2 separate regions of the Rattus norvegicus genome follow, and region 2 is linked to region 1. The links are chromatin contacts, called in public Hi-C maps. All regions are on one chromosome and are shown on one strand. The core of a region is the stretch at or near the end of the contact, and the rest is flanking DNA. Distances in the headings are between cores, read along the strand shown. Region 1 overlaps Ccdc14 (coiled-coil domain containing 14). Region 2 has its middle 21 kb from the start of Kalrn.

Region 1 (2,943 bases), core at 85-2,584:
ACAGAACTAAAGAAGGTCCCTCACGAGGCTGCTGGGATTAGAATGAGATGCTATCATCCAAAACTCACTCGCATTCCTCATCTGAAATGGAGGCAATCACAAGAGTGCCGTGAGACTCAGGAAAAGCCACCTAAGAGAGTACAGCACAGTGCTGGGCCAAGGGGGCACTCAGGACACCTGACACTGTACCACTGCTGCCACTGCTGCTGCCGTGATTGAAGATTTGGGTGAAAGAAAAGAAAGGGCCAGGTGTGGTGGTTCCTATCTTTATTCCCAGGACTTGGTGGTTTTCTGTGAGTTCAAGTCCAGCCTGACCTACAAAGCAAGATTCAGGCTAGCCAGAGCTATACAGTGAGTGCCTATGTCAAAAAAATAAACAAAACAAAAACAAACGAACAAAAAACTGCCTAATTTGAAAATCTTAACACAGGAATTTTAATACTTAACCTATGGCTTAACTGTGCAGTATTTACAAGGATTTTAGAAATCTGTGTATGTGTTAGCCTATAAATGGCAGCTATTCCATTAGTTCCATAATCAACTACTGTGCTTTCTTTCATTTTTTTTAAAGAATTATTTATTTTATTTATGAGTACACTGTAGCTGTTTTCAGACACACCAGAGGAGGGCATCGGATCCCATTACAGATGGTTGTGAGCCACCATGTGGTTGCTGGGAATTGAACTCAGGACCTCTGGAAGAGCGGCCAGTGCTGTTAACCGCTGAGCCATCTCTCCCGCCCGTGCTTTCTAAGGTGACATAGACTGATCTGTAATTCATTCCAAGCAAACTCCATACTTCAAAACACGTGCAGGCACGCAAGCATGCACCCCAAAACAGTAATTTGGCTCAAAGATCTTTTCCTTGATTTAAGAGAAAAATAGTAAACATAAACTAAGAACTAGTAAGTGGTTTGTGTTGTTACACAAGTTGGAATATGTTGAACAAAGTAACAGCTAGTTATTAAACAACAGAAGTAAATCGACATCTTTGTTAAACAAAAAAGTCATCCTGGGAGGAAGAAGAGGGATCCAACAGTAGCAGCAGCTGCAGGGTAAGCTGGAAGTAATCCACATGAAACCGTGTCGCAAGAAAGAAACAAAAGCCTTAAAACCTAGGACGACAACAGAACTCTTCCTTACGGGGTCAAGACACAGTTCTGTGACACACTCTGGACACTGCTGCTCAGTCAGTGACACCCGAATGACATTTAGAAACCACCACACTGCTATCAAGCAGTGCAGACGACAGAAGAACCATCAAGTGCTTGGCTACCTTGTTCTTCGGTCAGGGCCTTGAGCTCTCCCAGCAAGCACTTGGCAATTCTGACTTTCTCAGCAGTCTGGCTCACGTTTTCTGCCTGCTGCACATTCTTGGCGAGCTTTGCATCTTGCTCATGGATGCTTAAATACTTTCCTTCATTTGTGGCCTCTCCAATTTGTTCTCTGGCACATTTCTCTTCATTAGTGGCCAAGAAGACTGGCGGTAAGTGAGAGGGACTTGGGTGTGCCTGACTGTCCGAGAGAGCGTCTTTTCCATGAGCTGGAAACAGAGACACGTGTGTTTGGAAACGCTTCGGTAGCTCTGCTTCCTTAGGAGCTCTCTGTTGTGGCAGAACCCAACTCCCAAGATTCAGCTGCTGAATCTTTGAAGCAGCGGCACCATCAGAGTGGGGAGGGCCATGTGCAACTCCAGGATGGATGCTGGATAAAGTCCTGGGAGCATCACGGTGCCGCACAGGGGTTGTCTGACCCTGTGAGTCAAACTGGTTATCATCATCAGTCTGAACTTCCTAAAGCAGGAAAAGAGTAAGCCTTCAAAGGTATGAACAGATATTTCTAAGACTATAAAAACACGAATGAATTAATATTAGAACATAATTTGCTATGACTACAAACCAAGTTTGGATATTTTCAGCTTACAAGCAAGCTGGTCCTTTTCACTACACAACAAAGACTAGTTTTTCAGAGCTTAAGTAGATCACTCTGCAATGTGGGAACATTAGGCCGTGATGAAAATAGACTGTTTACAAATACCACACATGCTCTAAATACACCAGAAATTAGTCCACATTTGGACTCCAACAAACATTTTCATTTTGAGAAACATTTTAAGAAGCAAGCTCAGGGGGTTGGGGATTTAGCTCAGTTATAGAGCGCTTGCCTAGCAAGCGCAAGGTCCTGGGTTCGGTCCTCAGCTCCGGAAAAAAAAAAAAAAAAAAAAAAGCAGCAAGCTCAGAGGCTAGAAGGATGGCTCATTTGTTAGGACTTGTTACTCCTGCAGAGGACCTGGGTTCAGCTCCCAGCACCTACATGGCTGCTCACAAGTCCAGTTTCTGGGGATCCAATGATGTCATGCATGTGTGCACAGGCATATATGCAGGCAAAATCCCCACACAAAACCAAAGTATTTTATTTAAAAACCACACAGAGATTTGATAAAAATATATTCAGCTAGGGATGGAGCCCAGGGGTAGTATGTGTGGGGTGCTGGGTTCAATTTTTAGGACCACAGAAATAAAAATGTATGTGTATATATAAAGTGTATATGAATATTATAGTAATAAAACTAGCTGTTAGTTCAAAGTCAAATCAGAGACTGGTGGTTTTACTATACAACTTAGCTCAGACATATTTGTCTTTAGAGAGAAATACTCACAAAGTACAGCTAACCATATAAAAGGCATAAATCAAGAAAACAGTCATACATACTATTGTATTAAGTGAAAAAGCAGCATATAACGGTGTATAACAAAGCTCTTATTTTAGAGAAAAAGTATTTACGAACAGAGAAGAAAACTCACAGTTAACTGAGTGAAAACACACTTTACCAGGGTACTGGCTGTACTTGGGAGGGCGCAAAGCGTGATTTCTTTTTCTCATGATTTCTTCTCTTTCTCTTTCTCACTACTCTTCTTAAGAGTTAAAGCTTTTTACTACAAAA
Region 2 (2,827 bases), core at 317-2,816, 160 kb after region 1:
GAGGCATAACATAGAACTCTTTCGTTTCTGTCTTGTTCAACAGGGCACTGACCTCTAACCTAAGAGGCAGAGAGATTTCAAGGTCCCATGATACCATGGGATAGTTATAGGAAGGAGGTATGTAGCCTCCGGTTTTGACGGAATGGTTGGGTGAGCAGAGTGGGGGGTGGTTTGAGAGATTGTTGCATGGCTTCTACCGTGTGGCAGTCACCCATCTTAGAAGCAGCATAAGTCGAATAGGTAGCTGGGATAGGCCTCGAAGGAACTTGGAGACAAAAGACGTGAGGTCTCAACTCTCTGCTGCTCGTCTAAGATAGAGAAGGAACAGCGTCTTAATATAAAGACACAGGCAAATCCACTCTTGTAATTGTGTTTGAATCCTTGGTTAGTAGCATCCTATTGAGTTTCCTGGGGACATCTTGGTGTATAAAATCAGAGTGCCATGAACGGGATGGGTACTGTCTGTGAAGGAAGAAAAGCTACCCATGGTGGGCCTTACTGATGGACAGTCTCCCTGACAGTTTTCATTGGCTCCCATTTCCCGGCCTATGTAGGTTCTATGGCTCATGATCACAGGCCGAGGGAACGGAGTCATCTGGAGAGGAGACTTTAGGAACTGTGATTTTGAGGGGAGGCCATCACACTGAAACCCAGCTGCCTCTTCCATTGGCTCTTGGAGGACAAAGCAACAGTCCTGTCCTCTCAAGTCTGGAGGAGAGCGACCTGTAGCTCCCACTCTTTGTCTTTCTACACATCTCAGGGTTCGTCTCATGGTAGCAACCTCCGCTGATCACTAATTAGGGGCAGTTTTAGCTTATTACCCAACCCTTTTTTTTTACTTGAGGTTGAATGTGGTCTATATTGTAGATCAGAGCGGGTTGATAGGGCTCATATTACCTTTTAAATATATAATTTCTTCTTTTCTTTCATCTCCTTTTTATCCCCCCTCCCCTTAGTATCTCTTGCTGCTTCTGGTCTCAATTACCAGAATTCGAAGGTCAGTTACCTTAAAAAAAATTCATGAATATTAAACTTGAAAAAGTTTTTATTATAGCACTTTGTTAGCAATTTCCTAAAAGTACACGTGAATGACTGTCCCCACTGATTCTAATTCACATGTGTGTTTACTCTTTCAAGAACTCATGTTGTATCGCATGTTTTGTCCTCATAAACATCATGCTATCGGTTCAGCCTGTGGGTCTCGAACCCTTGGAGACACAAGACCCTTTTACAGGGGTCACCTGAGACTACCAGAAAACAGGTGTACTTACATAGCGATTCATAACAGTAGCGAAATTACAGTTATGAAGTAGCAACGGAATTAATTTTCGTGTTTGGGGGTCACCACAACATGAGGAACTGTATTAATGGGTCGCAGCAGTGTTAGGAAGGTTGGGAGCCACAGCTCCATGTGCTCACACGCTTAGTAGGTCTCTTCCGAGTACCTTCTCTGCCTACTTGCCTGTATGAAGACGAGGCCTCACTCCCTTCCTTTCTTATGAATGAGCTGTATGGGCGCACTGCCAGCAGCGAGCGTGAGTGACTTTGTAATCAGAGGTTACACATTTTGGGCATCAGCTCTGCAATTTCACCCTTGAATTCCTTCAGGACTCAGGCAGACGCCATATGGTCCTGGTGACTTATTTACAGCTCACTTGTCAGTCAGGTGCTGTACTGGTTACAGGCTCAACACCGGCGTCTCTCTCCTCTAATGTGGAGGGTAAGCTGAGAGGGACCCTTCATTCTCTAGGAATGACGCTTGTCCCAGAGCGTCACCAACCAGCTCTGCCCCATCATCTATCTCCCTTTGATAGAATAAAAAGGTCCCTGTATGGCATTGGGCACCCTTAGTTTTAGCTTTGGCCTGGTTAATTTCCTGGGCTGTTGTTCCATTTTTACATGTCATTTCTTCCTCCTCTGTCTCTTTGAAATGTCTACCTAGTCACACGGGGATGCTTTTCCCTTTGAGGGTCTGCTATTTTAGGCCTTGGCCTAACCCCACCTATCCTAAAATTCTGTATTTTAAAATAGCCTCCAGGTTACTGTGGAGTTATGACATTATCAACTTTTCCTTTTCAATTTCTGCTTTCCAACATCTCCATCTGTCTCTCTCTGAAGCTTGACATTTGGGTTTAGGGTGCAGCTTGAGAAAGGTCTTGGGGTTAGGAACAGGACAAGCCAAGGGAAGGAGCATCATACGTTCCCCCACAGGTCCTCTGATGATGCAAAGGGGTGCTAAATGTGCTGTCTGGGTCAGTGTGAGCTCAGCTATGAGCATTGTCCTCTGGTAGGCTGTGTAGCTAGGATGTCCCAAGCTGCCAGTCCTGCGTTGTACCTCTCTCTCTGTGTAGCATCATCTACACGCAGGGTTCCTTCTAGTACCTCTACTCTCAAAGAGCCACAGAAGCGAGCATTTGGGCATTCTGACCCGACATGCTTCCTGGGTTAGGTCAAAATTCTGCAGAACAGACTCAGAGAGTGGCTTTAGTGGCATGGGAAAAGCTAACCGGAGTCTCAAGGATAATTAGTCTAGATTTCATTGGAGATCTCCACACTGCGCCTGAGTGAGGAGACAAGGACCTTGTGAAGCGAGGGCAGTGGGGTTGGGGAAGGGGTGGAGCTCTTTTCCAGGCTGAAGCTGACACCGATCAGAATCACTTCCTGCTCCTCGCAGCAAGTGCCTGCCCAGGGTTGTTAAGCTAATTGTTAAATTAGAGTGGCTCGGGGAACAAATTGCTTCATGATGGGGTTTCTCTGACTGTGTCCAAGGCTGATGTCATCTGGCCTTGTGCCTCCTTGGTGGGGTGTATGTTGGAGGCTGGGGGGC

The links. A called contact is a pair of places that touch in the nucleus more often than the background predicts.
Region 2: a Hi-C map of the A7r5 cell line shows a contact between it and region 1, with 5 times the contacts expected there. The contact joins two enhancer-like sites. A contact is called at or near these places in 9 of 12 Hi-C or Micro-C datasets (the A7r5 cell line, the Rat2 cell line, Schwann cells and 6 more).

Annotation. Positions count from the first base shown.
Region 1 is chr11:79,576,082-79,579,024 of GRCr8, forward strand. Ccdc14 (coiled-coil domain containing 14) reads right to left here. Exons shown (of 13, transcript NM_001427244.1): 8 at 1,276-1,792. Among named protein-coding and RNA genes, the nearest start is that of Ccdc14, 15 kb to the right of the region's middle. Within about 2 kb of position 1,335, at least 18 of the 93 cell types and tissues checked have an H3K27ac peak or open chromatin away from gene starts, as enhancers often do. A contact at or near this core is called in the A7r5 cell line, where this site is marked.
Region 2 is chr11:79,737,990-79,740,816 of GRCr8, forward strand. It overlaps a transcript of Kalrn not described here. Among named protein-coding and RNA genes, the nearest start is that of Kalrn, 21 kb to the right of the region's middle. Within about 2 kb of position 1,567, at least 9 of the 93 cell types and tissues checked have an H3K27ac peak or open chromatin away from gene starts, as enhancers often do. A contact at or near this core is called in the A7r5 cell line, where this site is marked.